2 separate regions of the Scylla paramamosain genome follow, and region 2 is linked to region 1. The links are chromatin contacts, called in public Hi-C maps. All regions are on one chromosome and are shown on one strand. The core of a region is the stretch at or near the end of the contact, and the rest is flanking DNA. Distances in the headings are between cores, read along the strand shown. Region 1 has its middle 58 kb from the start of LOC135105946. Region 2 holds the start of LOC135105950 (protein extra-macrochaetae-like).

The links. Hi-C and Micro-C count contacts between places; a contact is called where the count stands out from the background.
Region 2: a Hi-C map of muscle shows a contact between it and region 1, with 3 times the contacts expected there. The contact joins the promoter of LOC135105950 here to the enhancer-like site in region 1. A contact is called at or near these places in 2 of 2 Hi-C or Micro-C datasets (muscle and testis).

Annotation. Positions count from the first base shown.
Region 1 is chr12:25,614,396-25,622,105 of ASM3559412v1, reverse strand. No RefSeq gene overlaps it. Among protein-coding and RNA genes, the nearest start is that of LOC135105946, 58 kb to the right of the region's middle. Within about 2 kb of position 2,640, the one cell type or tissue checked has an H3K27ac peak away from gene starts, as active enhancers do.
Region 2 is chr12:25,712,355-25,720,064 of ASM3559412v1, reverse strand. It overlaps LOC135105950 (protein extra-macrochaetae-like), which reads left to right and starts at 4,257. Exons shown (of 2, transcript XM_064014686.1): 1 at 4,257-4,852; 2 at 5,014-5,377. The coding sequence starts at 4,339. The coding sequence ends at 4,623. The region is part of intron 1 of LOC135105947 (D-ribitol-5-phosphate cytidylyltransferase-like); the gene reads right to left.

The sequences.
Region 1 (7,710 bases), core at 1,391-3,890:
AATGTTTGTGTGGCGTCGCGGCTTATCACGGGCGCCACTAGTCTGTGTCCCGTGTGCTGCTGAAGGAGGCGACGTGAGGTTGTCACCGGGCTAAGTATTGCACGGTTCACACGAATTGGACTCCCCGTCTCCACTACGTATACATGCAACTTTCTTCTCGTCGCTGTTTCTCACGACGTAGCCGGAAGCAGGGGTGATTTGTGGTGATTTCAGACATTATGAGCCCACCTGCCGCCTGCTGCCCGCCCCCTGCTGCCTCCCTGCTTGCCTGCTAAATTGCCTTGCTCCGTCACTGCCACACACCCATCTCGCCCCGCTCGTCCTGACCACCAGCCGCTTTGTCCATTACATACTGTGTGTCACCGACCTGATTAGGTTTCCCTTCCCTCTTTATCTGCATTCCCACTCTCTCTCTCTCTCTCTCTCTCTCTCTCTCTCTCTCTCTCTCTCTCTATCACCTGGGCCTCGGTATCTCTCCTCTAACCCCCCTCCTTCCGTCCTCGCTAGGCTGGCCAGGTGTGGTAAAGGTAACCATGTGGTCTCCCTCCCCCTCACCCACTCCTACGCCCCCACGCCGAGGTGTGCACGCCGCGCCCTCTCATACATACACCCAACACACGCCCTCGCTGGGGTGGCGTTGTTAAGTGGTGGTGGTGACGGCGGTGGTGGCGGTGGGGTGGTGATGCTTATGTTGATGAGGATGGAGATGAGGCTGTGGGTGCAATGCAAGAGGGAGACTAGGAGGAGGAAGAGGAGGAGGAGGAGGAGAAAAAGCAAATAAGGGCAGAAGGTAGCCATGAGAAAGAAAGCAAATCATTAAGTTGATGGCACCAACATTAACATCACCACCACAACCACCGCCATCATAATAACGACTACTACCTCTATCACAAACAGCACCACGAGAGGGGCTGCGGGGAATACTATAATGCAGAAACAGCAAAATCAAAAGCGTGGCACCTACATTACAACATCACCACCACAACTAACAAATCAACAACTACCATCACTATCACCATCACATCCACGAGAGGAACCAGATGTGAGTACTTACTAGAAATGGTAAAACTAGAACCGTGGCTTTTTAGTGACTGCCAATCAACCGATAGCCAGGTGGGATCACAGGTAGCTGCCCCTATTAGTCGGAACAGGTATTGCGAGACATCGTATGCCACTCAGGTGTGTCATCCAGTCCAGGTGTCCGTAAGCTACCTGGTGAAAGCTCGATACGTCGCTGCCACTCATGCTAACCCCACTCGAGCTCTGATAAGGCCGTGATCGCTACGGGAAAGGCAGTCGGGGTTGAGGGGTAGGGGAACTGGAGCCTTATAGCAGTGTGATTGTTAGCGGTGACGAAGGAAACACGTGACTTTCTGCGGCTCTTTCTGTGGTGAGTTGTGAAGTGGCTTGGTGGCGATATGGTGAAATACTTTTTTTTTTTTACAAGCTCGATTATTTTTTCTATTCGTAGTTTAACTCTCTCTTAACGGAACGGCAGTGGGCAGTAAGGTGCAAGAACAGGATGGGCAACAGATACTACCCTTGGGGATTGCATGGTGGTGTTGAAACCCAAGTGATCGCAGAACAGGTCCGGGTGTCTGGCCTTCTCGCTGACCTGCCTGTCCTGCTGCCGGGATGAGGGGCAGGAGAGGACAGGGGAGGAGAGGAAAGGGAAGGGAAGGGAAGGGAAAGGAAGGGAAGGGAAGGGAAGGGGATGGTAAGGAAGGGAAGGGTAAGGAAAAGAAGAGAAGGGACGGAAAGGAAAAGGGGAGGGAAGAGAAGGAAAGAATAAGATAGAGTAAAGCTGGCAAGGATAAGATGGGGTAAGGTAAACAAGAGAAGAAAAACGAAGGATGGGAGATGAGGAAAAAAAGAGGATTAAGAGGAATTGGAGAGAACAACAGAGAAGGAAAAGGAGGAGGCGGAGTAGGACGAAGAAGGAAATATCTGAAGTAAATTATTGGTCTAGACGAAGTGACCAGGTGGAATTCTAGAAAACAAAGCCAGGCAACTACTAGGAACGCAAAAGAATACGAGGAAAGAACACACAGCAGCAAATATGTTGACCCTTGAGAGACTGTTTACACTACCTGATGCATTTGTTTATCGTTTTTCCTTCATACCCCACTTTTAATTCAATATTTCACCTCACACACACACACACCTGGATGACCTCAGTACACACACCATCATTAATGAGCTCACGCACCTGCAGGAGCATAAACACACACACACACACACACACACACACACACAGGGCTCATTTTGGCATCACCGTCACCTACAAGATCTTCAATGCCATCACCTGCATTTACTTGACAAACTAAACGAGGTAGAGAAGGAGCAGGAAGAGGAAGCAAGAGAGGAGGAGAAGGAGGAGGAGGAGGAAGAGGAGGAGGAGGAGGAAGCAGCTTGAGAGGGAGGGAAAATGTATATGGAGAGGAGGATGAAGAGTCTATACAGTTACGGAATCTCTCTCTCTCTCTCTCTCTCTCTCTCTCTCTCTCTCTCTCTCTCTCTCTCTCTCTCTTTTTTCTTTATACTCATACACACAGTTACACTCCCACCCTCCTTCTTCATCCCCTTACTCCTTACCCTTCTTTCCTTAACCAGTCTCTCCCATCACCACCACCACCACCACTACCCTCCCTACCCGTCCTGGCGGCGGCGACGTCTGCCTGAGTGCCACACGTGCAAGGGCGGGCAAGACTCGACTTCCGGGAGACCCACACCGCCTCTACTGTCTGTCCTATTTGACTTGAACCGGGACGTGTGTCTCTTGCTATCTTGAATACCAGTGAGGGATTAATATTTTCTACTTGTTTTTCTCTTATTAGCGCGGAAGGGAGAGTAGAAATACAACACGAAGGTAAGGAAAGAAAGTCAAGAGAGTGAAAATAGACGAGTGTGTTTATTTTTAGGTACTGAGTGTGTGTGTGTGTGTGTGTGTGTGTGTGTGTGTGTGTGTGTGTGTGTGTGTGTGTGTGTGTGTGTGAGAGTGTGTGAGGGCGTGGCGGGGAGATGGAGTGGGTGGACGGTGGGAGAAGACTAGTGTGGTGGGGGGGGTCGTGGCGCCAAGGCAGTGACAGGAAGACAAAGTAAGCACTGGTGGAATAAAGAGACAAGAAACACACAATCTGACTCAACTGAATGGAGAGACAAGGCGTGTGTGCGAGGGTGTGTGTGTGTGTGTGTGTGTGTGTGTGTGTGTGTGTGTGTGTGTGTGTGTGTGTGTGTGTGTCTCACTGACCCTACAAATCCAAATCCATCAAATTCCACGAAATGTATCACACAGAAGTAAACATTTTGAGAGAGAGGTATTGAATCGCTTGATATACCTTCCTTAATTAACTTTTTATCTCACGCCACACCTGTGTACTCTACTGATAACCTCCCGTCGCCCTTTGCACACACCGCCGCCTCTTCCTCAAGCTCGTAAACCTCACTCTCTCCCTTGGAACCACGATAATCTAATATTTACAAGCTGCAATAAACCTGTTAGAACCAATGAATGAAACGACCAATTACTTACGTTTCCCCTGCGCTTCAGACGGACGGCGACATCACCTGGCGTGGAGGAACACCTGCGAAAGGCAGGTAATGACACGACTCGTGGGAACTCACCTTCATCATGATAAATGACGATTTGTTTTGAAAGGAAAAAGACCGTTGAGTGATGTGGTTATAGTGTGTGTGTGTGTGTGTGTGTGTGTTGGAGGTAGGTGGTTGGGGGTGGAGGTCAGGATAGTGAAGGAGAATCAGGTGAGGCTATAAACTTTCGCTATATTTTCACACGTCAGGACTGTTTACGTATTTATGTGGCCACGTGTCCTGCCGCCGCCAGCCAGCCAGGTGTGTACGTGAGCGGCAGACCAGATACCCCGCCTGGGAGCCACACCCCTGACGTGAGTAATTATATGGATCAACCTGGTAAGGCCACGAGACTTGCTTCCTCTACCCCCTTTGTCCCTCCGTCATGCAGGACTCAGGGATATGAAGTCACGTGGCGCGAAGGCAGACAGTGGTTGGTGGAGTGTGGGAATCAGGACTCCTTGGGCCTCTCCCTGACAGCACAATGGCGTGGACAAGGAAGGGTTTCTAGATAAGTAACTCTGGGGTGTGGGAAGGCAAAGCGATGCAGTGAATGTTTCTTTTTGGGGTGTGCGTGTCTGTCGGGGTTTTTGCCGAGCGAGGGTGGGCGGACTGGCGGCAACAGCACGGTGGAGGCGGCGGCATAGTTAGAGGCGTCTGGAGGCGGCAACGACGGTCACCCCACGAAGGTCATAACACGGACGCACCGCCTACCCTGAGGAAGTCTGATTTATCCCACAACTCCTGTATAATTTACGAGCTTCGAGCGGCGTCGATTAGCATCAGATAAGAGGTGGAAGGAGGAGGAGGAGGAGGAGGAGGAGGAAGAGGAGGAGGAGGAGGAGGAGGAGAAAAATGAGTAGTAAGAAGACGAGGAAGACATGGATGAGCGCAAAAATGAAGACGACGACAACGAAAAACAAGGAGGAAGAGAAAGACGAACGGCCATGGACGCCGAGGAGGAGCACATGAGAAAGGAAGTGGGGAAGGCAATACGAGGCACAGGAAGGCGATGGGAAGGACGGGAGGATGTAGCATAGAAGTCGATACAAGAGGAGGATGTGGCGCAGCAAAACACAGCGAGGAATGCAGGGAGGGAAAACAGGGGGTGAAGGAAGCTGCTACCATGGCGGGAAGAGAGGAGTGGAGAGCAGGCAGGCAGGGAGTAAGCAGGGAGTGAGTAGGGTCGGCAGCACGCACGGACCCTCGCACCGAATATCTTACCGTGACCTTTGACCCCGCACGGCAAAAACCTGGCCCTAAGTCTCATACGCAGGGAGTCTCTTTACATTATTTATTTTCCTTTTACCGTCGGCCACTGAAAGGCTCCAGCAGGTGCTACAGGAGCTGGGGAGACGCTGGCCCTGTTTACACATACGACACGACCTCCTCTTTTTCTGACTTCCACTCCGTCATTTAAGATTATTTGGGAGAACTTGAGTCACATGGGAGACTTGTTGCAGCGCGGAGGCGACGCTCAGCTGACTCACACCACACCTGCAGGCTTGTGGAGGGACCGGGCAGGGGGAAGGTGGAGGGGCAGGGGAAGGGGAGGAGCGAATATGTGGGTGGTGGGTGGAGTGGAAGGTGGAGGGTACAAGCTTCACTCGGTTATATGCAAGTGACGAGGCCAAGATGAAGTCTCCTTGATCCCTCACAGATATATGTGTGTGTGTGTGTGTGTGTGTGTGTGTGTGTGTGTGTGTGTGTTTGCATTTCATGTCTGTAGCAGTGACCTCACCCTTTAAAAACTGAATCCAGACACTGTATGCTAAAGATCATGCTAGCACACACACACACACACACACACACACACACACACACATGGTATTCGGTGTACGATTCGTCATATCTAAAGAAAATAAAACATGACCAGGAGAAGAAAAACATACACAGACACACCTGCTACTCCGTCAGGGCTTTTTTTTTCGGTGTGTAAGAGAGAGAGAGAGAGAGAGAGAGAGAGAGAGAGAGAGAGAGAGAGAGAGAGAGAGAGAGAGAGAGACTCACCAGACAGAAGGAATGACAGGATTACAAACAACCAGACAGGCAGACGCATAAGTGACAAAGACGTGGAATTAAACAGAATGTAGAGAGACAAACAGACAGATGGAGACAGTGACAAATAGACAGAAAGAGATACATACAGTCGACCGAAAAGAAACACACACACACACACACACACACACAGTACCATACTAGGAAGAGAAACGAAGGAGAAAGCAACAATATATATACAAAAAAAAAAAAAGAAAAAAAAACAAGAAATCATAACTCTCTTTATCACCTCCCTGTCACACTCCATCAACGAGACAGAAAAGAAAATGAAATACAAAAGCAAGGCAGTCATTTTCAACTTTACAATTTCTGACGGTGGCAAGGGAGAGAGAAAGAGAAAGAGAGAGAAAGAAAAAAAATAGCTCTTATTCCCATGATTACCGGATCGTCAACATTCACGGTAAACAAACTGCACCTCGTTAACAGTTCAGCGAGGGAAGCACGGCCCGTCACCGCTCACCTGCACTAATGAGCGTGTTTGTGCCCAGGTGTCTCACAGTTGCCTCCCGCCTCGACTTAAGCGATTCCCGGTGACTCAGCTAACGTCCAGGTGTTTTCCGACGAGCTCAATGTGTCACTCAACGTCTCCACCACCTCCTCTCCCTCCTCCTTGTCCTACTCCTCCTCCTCCTCCTCCTCCTTTTCTTCTTTTCCCGCTGGCGACGTCATCCTCTTCATCATCACTGACACATTAAACCCTCTTCTCCATCTGCCTTCTTAAACTCCTCCAACCCTCCCTTCATTCCTCTTGCCCCCTTCCCCTCCTCTTCTTACTCCTTCTCCTCTTCCTTATTCATCAGACCAAAACAAGCACAAAGAAATAAGAAAACAACCAGACACGTCATTCCACAGGACTTGAGAAACAAAAACAAGAAGAGGACCTCACCACCCCTTGTCTTGACTCAGCAGCAGCGGCAACGGTCATGTGGCGAAGGGAGGATATGGGACACACACCAAGGAGTCATCGGGTTGTTACACAAGACCTACTCAGGGGGTTTCTCCACAACAGAGACGAGAAAGACAAGCCAAGTGGCGCCGCAGGAAGCCGAAGCGAGTGTGACGTCACGGGAAATAGCTTAGATGTGAGAGGGGGGGAAAGGAATGGACAGGGGGGATGATAGGGGTAGGAGAGGGCGGCGCTGACACACCTCCATCAGCTCTGGACACCTGCACGAGTGATCAGGAGCTAACGCAGCTGGGTCCGCGCCGTGTCTCGACCGCGGCACGCACACCTCACAGTCCCGCAGGGTTAGTGAAGGCGCCAGTGGGTGATCGGAGAAGCGCAGGCCACAGATTCACACGCCGCGGGTGATGCTTAGAGTGCAAGCTGGAGAGGCAGAGTTCACTTAGGTTATGGCGTGATACAAAAAGGTGTTACATTCTTTTTTATTTTTCCGGTTATGTTTTGACGTGTACTCCTTAGTCGAACGTTCTCTCTCTCTCTCTCTCTCTCTCTCTCTCTCTCTCTCTCTCTCTCTCTCTCTCTGCAGCGTAATAAACCTGCCAAACATCCACTTTTATCTACGTTTTTGAGATTATTGGCTCAGTAGGCGAGGCAGTTATGAGATAATCGGATTCTTATCACTGGTAGAATTTTGTTTTATGGCGCCTTCCAAGGGTGTCATTAGTTGGGGAGACAGGAGGTGGGAGGAGGAAAACAGGAAGAGGGGATGGCGGGGAGGGGGGAGGAAGAGGAAAGGGGACACAAGTTAACACGATCGTCTTGACGCAGTACCTTGGAGGAACGTGTGAAAGTACTCCAACTCCTCCAACTCTGACTTGAATACGAAATGTCTTGCTCTTTTAGTCACACAACTGACTCAAGACTTCAGCCACATGTTTTCTTCAGTAACTCGTATTACTAAAAGCTTCTTCATCTGATCACGACTATTTTTAAGAAGGTTTTCCGGTGTTTTCATATATGTAGTGGTAGATCAACAAGAATCCTGCGTTATTAAGAGAAAACAGACATGAGAATACGACTTATCATCTATGGAGACTTTGAAAATAGTTCTTACGAGAGTATAAAACGTTGTAGAATAGCGATAAGGATTTCTATGA
Region 2 (7,710 bases), core at 3,008-5,507, 96 kb before region 1:
TGCAACAATCCTGACCTGTCTTAAAACCAATACAATTATCCTCTTTTTACCCTCACCCTTCTCTCACCCTCCCCTCAGTCTCCCCTCACCCTCACCCTCACCCTCGCCGCCTCGCCTCGTCTCGCCTACTGTGGGAATCCTGCTGCTGCTCGTCACTGGCGGGGGACACTTCCCACGCCTCAGCTGTCTGGGCACCATTGTTCAGGCTCTGCCATTATCCCTTCTGGCACCACGCGCTCTCTCCCCCTCTTCTCCCTCCTCTCCCTCTCTCCACCAGCAGTGTTTCTCCTCCCTCACCATCCTCACCACTGCTACTGTTTGCCCTCCTTCATCTTTTATTTGTGCTTTTTTTCCTTTTGGTCAAACCCACAGTCAGTTTTTCCTTCTTCTTCATGAGTGTTTTTCTTTCATTATGTCCAATAAGAGTTTTGTTTTCCCTCTCCTTTTCTCCACTTGTATTTCTTCTTTATTCGCTGTTTTCACTGTTTTTACACATTTCCTTCTTCTCTTCGTCATAAAGTTGCTCTCTCTCTCTCTCTCTCTCTCTCTCTCTCTCTCTCTCTCTCTCTCTCTCTCTCTCTCTCTCTCTCTACTCATTCAGCAACCTCTTCCACATGTCTGTCTCTCTCTCCTCTCTTGTCATCTTCATATGGGTCTCAATTCTCTCATCGCCTCACCCCCCACTCTCCCTTCTCTTCCATCCACTCCTCACCCAGTGCGTCCCATCCACCCACACCGCATATACCTCTCTCCACTTCTCCACACAGACCCTCCTCTCTCACCACCAGCCCCTCACACGGAGCCTCACCTCACCACAGCCTCCCACTGTTTCACCTTCCTACCTCATAATAAGCCTTCCATTTCCCACTGTCTCCCCCTCCCCTCCATCTCCAGCCGTCACTACTTCCCACCACGTAACGTCTTCTCCGCCCTGGTGTTTCCCGTCCCCAACACATCTCTCGCTCTCATTCGCTTCCCCACCAGCAACAGGCTTCACCCAGCAGTGGTCGCCCCCACGTAACGGCTTCCTCCACCCAGCTGCCTGCCTCGTGCACCCACCCGGCGTCTCTTCCCAATACACCAAAGCACCGCCCTCACCCAGCTGCCGCCGCGGCCCTCCAAGTGTCTGCTGACTGGCCTTCCTCACGCACACAAAGCGACCCAGAAACAAATGTTACTTTTTTAGGCTCCTGCTGCTGTGGCGTCTCTGGGGACGGGAATAAATGCTTCTTTTCAAGCTCCTGCTGATATAGGGATTCTCAGATTGGGGGGAAAAATGCTACTTTCTACATTCCTCCTGCTATGGTGTTTGTGGGACACGGATGAATGTTACTTTTCAGGCTCCTGCTGCTGCGGTACTTGTAAGGACAGGGATAAATGCTACTTTTTCAGGTTTCTGTTCCGGTGATCTATCCAAGGACAGGAATTTCTTCGGTATTTTTATCCTTAAAATCTACCATAAAAAGAGGAGGGTTACAAACGTTAGAAAAAAGTGTGTGTGGGTCCATGCATGACTGCTCTAACACCCTAAACACCCAACGCACCCTTTCTGAGCATATGTTTACCCGGCTGCTATTGAAAAGATCCCGGGTACAGTACACCAGCACCCTGCCACTAACTCGGTGGGACAACTTATCACTCTCGTCTACTCCTCTTCCTCCTCCTGCTGTAAGTGCGACATTGCTGGGTTACATAAAAACAAGGACACAAATGCGTAATCCCCTTTTGACGCACTGCACGGCGGACGGTCTGAAGGACGCAGGATAAAACACGGTGGCGTCAGAAGGGTCTTTGGGGGTCAGAGGGGCTGATTGGGGAAGAAAGGGTGAGGAAAGAAAGGTAAATACCGGAGTGAACAAGGCCAACGACATGCGCAGGGAGTGAAAGAAAGACTTTTTTTTTCTTGCCAGCTGGTGACACCTGCACAGGATGTCTAAGATACGTGCGATATAATGGCTTCCTGGAGTCATGTCTTACTCATAAACACACACACACACACACACACACACACACACACACACACACACACACACACACACACACACACACACACACACACACACAGTGACACTGACACTGCTAATCATCTACATATACATATCGTTGCAACTTTAGTATATGTACCGCTGAAATAAATGTCACACACACACACACACACACACACACACACACACACACACACACACACACACACACACACAGTATCGCTTTCACAACACCAATTCTGCAACCACCACCTTTACTAATACGTGCAATCATATACATATAACTATGCAATATGCGCATCCTGTCCCGTCCCCTCCACCTGGGCCCGCTACGCTGCTACGCCTTGCCCAATCCCTCCCCGCCCTGCCCTTCGAATGCTTTCCTCGACCCACCACGACGCTCCTTCAAGGTAATAGCCTCCTCGCTTCCCGCCGCGACCGCCCGTGTTCCGCCTCAACATTTGGACACCGAGGGAGGAGCTGGAAAGGGCGTAATTACCCGACCATCCAGCGCGCAGGTGTGCTGGCGACGCCGGGCTATGAATGGCATTCCAGCCTGACCACCGCACACCTGTCGGGGGATGGTGTGTGTGTGTGTGTGTGTGTGTGTGTGTGAATACGGTTACCACACACACACATGAATAAAATACTGGGAATCCACAAAGAATATATACACTCACACACACATGTTACTCAAGCGCTATCATAATGCCAAATATAATATACCCTTCCATCCTCACACCTCCACGAAGAAAAAAAAAAAGTGAAGCTGATATACCTAAGAGCAATATCAGCAGCAAACACAGAGGCAGAAGCATCACCAACCAGCAGTACCAGCAGCAAGAACAATCCCAAACATCCTGCGCCTCCATCCTACGATCCCTTAATTGGGAGTGAAAACAACAGCGGCGACAGTGTAATCCCAATGGTTACGCGACCCGATTGGCTGAGTTTGTTAATGCAGCAGCGGCGGGAGGGAAAACTGTTATCACAAAGTAACATCTGTCGCGAAGCTGAGCGTGTTATCACCGTGGGTAAAAGTTACAATTTGCGGTGGGAGGGTGTGGGAGTGGGATTGAAGGAGGGCGGGAGGAAGGAAGGGTGGGTGAGGGATGGAGAGAGAGAGAGAGAGAGAGAGAGAGAGAGAGAGAGAGAGAGAGAGAGAGAGAGAGAGAGAGAGAGAGAGAGAGAGAGACACTTGCCAAATTTGCGTTAATAGCGAGTTTCCGTTCCTTCTCTTCTCTCACTGATGGGAGTGACGAGGGAGGAACGAGGGGAGAGGAGAGGAGAGAGAGAGAGAGAGAGAGAGAGAGAGAGAGAGAGAGAGAGAGAGAGAGAGAGAGAGAGAGAGAGAGAGAGAGAGAGGTATCGGGAGGCGTATGTAGGAGTGTGTACCAGCTGTATAGAGGGATGTGAAGGGGGGAGGCAGGTGTTGGGCGTGAGGATGATGAGGGCAACCAACGGTGGACGGGGAAGGTCGGGAAGAGAGAGAGAGAGAGAGAGAGAGAGAGAGAGAGAGAGAGAGAGAGAGAGAGAGAGAGAGAGAGAGAGAGAGAGAGAGAGAGGAGGGCTGGGAGGGGAGGAAGCCAGCTGCCCCTCGTGTGATGTGTTCGTTACACGTCTCACCCTCTTCATTCTACCATCTCAAAGGATATTGCAACATGTTCCCCACATCTGCCAAGGGAAAATGAGTTCACAGGATAATTCGTGTTTACCGTTCGCCATCCACTTACCCCGTCATCCTCCTGGCGGCGGCAGGACTCCATTGCAGGAAGTTGTGGTCGTCTTCCTGCTGCCTGGTGGGCTTGTGGGCGTGGCCGTCACGGGTCACCAACAGGGGACAAGGTCAGGTCAGGTCAAAGCTGTACTATACGAGCCCGTGGGAACCTGGCCAAGATGGGACACACGAGGCCAGATGTGCGACAGCCCGGCCACCGGTATTGACGCGGCCGCCGACGTCACCCGCCCGTCCGCCGCCCGCCAGCTGCATTCCCAGGTTCCTGCCGATGCCGCGCCGCGCGCCCTTACGCCATCATTCCTGCTCGCCGCCTCTGTAATTGCTTTGAGCAACGTGTATGTACTTGAGTGACCTTGAGACGTCAAACATCTGATTTATCAGCAGAAACAATAACGACGAGGAGACGCACAATTAATGTGATGTAAACTGGTCTTGGCAACCGGACGACACCCGGCTGGGCCGCTTCCGACTGGCTGCGGGACTGACGGTGGGAGGAGCCTCACTGCCTCGCTCCATAAATAGCGGAGCATCCGGCGAGTCTGCACAATTTTCCCTACACTCTGTGAGAGGACAGAACCCTCTGGTTTCCTTTGTTGTGTTACTCAAGCCGAGTGAATGAAGATGCGGGCTCAGCGCTGTGTGTCCCCCGTTCAGGCCGTCATGGGGGTGATGGACGGCAAAGTGCACAAGGCGCCACCCAAGACCGAGGGCGCCGAAGTGCTCATGTATATGGAGCGGCTGCAGCACCTGGTGCCGTTCTGCCCCAAAGATCGACCTGTCACCAAGCTGGAGCTGATTCAGTCTGTCATCGACTACATCTACGATTTGGAGGACGCCCTCAGCTCCTGTGAGGAGGACTCGTCCTCTGAGGAGGAGATGGAGTGCGTGGAGAGTTCCTGAGAAGGGACGTGGAGTTCGTCGCCTAAGGTCGCCATGGCTCGAAAGGCGACGACGACGCGTCCAGAGACAGTCAGGGCGCCAGGGTAGTGAGGAACTGCTGACGGAGGGATGTGACCAAGACGCTGACATGAGGCGCTACTAATTGCCTGTCGTCCCCTGATAGGTGACCTGACCCCGCTCGCCTCCCACCACTGCCCCACACCGTCCACATCTCCCACCAGCCCTATAGGTAAGTTTGACCTCACGCCAGTCACAGGATTCATGTTATGATCTGATTGATGAGCATGTGATATTCAGCATAACATTTCGAAGTCCATATTTCATCACCCATAAGGTAATACTCACTTGTGAAAAACAAAAGTATTTATGTTCTTTTCCTATCTTTCCCAGGCAGCGTGAGCATGAAGCTTCAACGCAGAGGACCAGCTGGCCTACAGAAGCTCGGCTGCAGCTCCTCGTGTCTCGTGTTAGTCCTCAACTCTACGGCTGACGCGCGCCAACTCTGGCCCATGGTGGACTCTTAGCCATGTGGAGTTGCTAGGGTCGCGGCCCTGGCAGCATGGACACCTCAGCATCGGGGCACCAGGGAGCTACAACTTTGGGTGTGGGCATCGCTGGGGAGGGGCGGGGCGCAGAGTCTCCTGCAGTTCTCCGCCACCGTAGCACCGCCCTTTGCAGTCTCGTGACTTCGAGACTTATGTTCTTATACATACATAAAGTATACGTTTTTATGAAAATAAACATCTTTTGTATATGTATTCCTTTCATTGATCCGACATTTGAAGGGTTGGACACAGAATGAAATGAAAAGAATGCGTGACTCTGAGGGGGTAATGGCAAGAATCGACGAGTTTGCAACGTGCCTTAAGTCATTAGAAGTCACATCACACGACGGCTCATGGTTGGCCACGCTGCTGCACACCTGCCAGGCTGCGAGCGTCGCTGTCCTGGCGGCGCACCCTGGGGCACTGTTGCAGGTGTTTTATCGCCCCAGGACCAGTCTGCCGCAGGGGAGGATTCGAGAGGAAGATCACCTGACACCTGACTTCTCGCCCAGGTGTTAATTAGCATAATGAGCCAATGCCTCCGGGGAAAGCTATGAATGAATAATGCAAAGCCAAACGCAGGTGGGGCGCAGCCACGCTTATTCGGTCTCCAAATATATAAATATGCATGGAGCGGGGAGGCCATGTGCTGGAGGGACGTGACGCATCACAGGTGTGAGGGTAGATGAGGGGATTCTCTCTCTCTCTCTCTCTCTCTCTCTCTCTCTCTCTCTCTCTCTCTCTCTCTCGCTGAGTACGTTCCGGGTTCTGCATCAAGCCGTCAAGTCATGTCAAATTAGAGATGATACAAGCTCTTATCATATCGCCATCACCGAACGCCTCATTAGGTCGAGACGTCCTCGCTCTCCTATCTGATACACATTATTCCTGACATCCCCTAATTAAGTTTCATCACTTACACCTCACACCACGTTACCTCCGCTGATTGCACTTATCTTTGTATACCTGTCGTGGGTGAAGCAACGTGTCCTCATTAACGGCAGGAAGATCTCTTGACGTGCTTACCTCATTCACCAGGTCTTGTGGCCGAGGACTGACGGCCGCTCGCATGGTGCATCTCAATGTCTCGTAAATATTGACCCATTTCACAACAAAGGTAAATGTAACTGGGTTCCTTCAACGTAAGACTAAACTTCCTGCCTTCCTTTCTCCTCGCCGCGCCACATTCCTCCCTGCTCTATCATCACCACCATCACCGCTATGAGGTAGTGGCTATAATAGGGATGGAGTGGGTGGAAGTGGACTGCCCTTACCCCCTTCCCCTTTCAGCCTGCCCCGCCTATACATCACGAGGTTCCACTCCCCTCCTCCCTCTCACCCTTCCCACCACTTTACCGCCGAGGCCCAACTGCTGAGCACTAACGTTGTTACAAGATCAGTCTGCCTGAGAAATCGCTTCCCACACAGATCGCCACCTGTGAACAATACAAGGGGAGTATTATCACATGAAACTTGCGGCGTGGGGAAGGACTCGGGGTTGAGAGGTAATGCGCATGAGGGGTCCAGGGCAACTTTTTCGAGCCGCCGCATTGCCCTCACGTTGGCCGGGCATCGGGGGGCGCCGCAGTAATGACCATGATCACGAGGTCTCGGCCGGTGAGTATCTCATCTCGGCTGGGAAGATCGACACACATCAATGCATCCCCCACGGCCTCTCGCGGCGCCTAATAGTGGGGGAGAGGCCCCACAAATATTACTCTTCAAGCCTGGCCCACAGCGGCCGTGCAGGGGCGGCGAGGCTCTCCCTGATGGACGACTTTGGTCCCTGTGGTTTCCGGCAGCACCTCGGAGCAGCACCGCGTTATTTACAGCCTGACCTGTACCTCCTCCAGGTGTCACAGCCAGCCGGCGCCCACATGTTCTCTGAGATCCCTTTCGTTGTTTACAAGCTTTCCGAGAGCAGCATAGAGAGGACTGAGAAAAACAGCACTTGAAGGTGGCGGTCAGGTCGTGTATGCACGCGCATCATTGGTCTTCCTTACAAGCAAAGGGAGCCTCTCGGCGCCCCCTGAGGAATGCGGGCCGCCTCAGGGGGTCCCGGTTCGTCTCCATGACCCCCTCCCAGCAAATAGCTAGAGGCGCCTCAAGACCCACCAGGTGCCGGGAGTCTCGACCAGGTGGCCCGGGAGCGGGGTCGCCGGCAGCTGGGTGCGGCCCTTCTCCCTCGCGCGGCATTGTGGCGGTTTTGTGCAGCCTGGGAACCTGGGACCCTGCTTGAAGGAAGGCGGCTGGTCAGGCATAAAGGGCCTGCTAAGGCACCACCATCCTGGGTGGTAGCCAGAGACACCTTCTAGATGTCTTCCAACCACCCCGATGTCTGCTGAAGATCGCCAAAACAGTCTACTCCACGCCTCTCCTCCCCCTCCTCCCCTCGGCAACTCATGTGCCTCCTCAAAGGTGGGGTCTGTTCGCGGGCTCAGTGACGGAACACACCTGGGCGGCCTATACCCAACAGGGGCAGAGAATGGTGGTCTTCAGGTGGTGGCTGGTTTGGCAGGGGAAGGGGGAGGAAAGGGGAGGG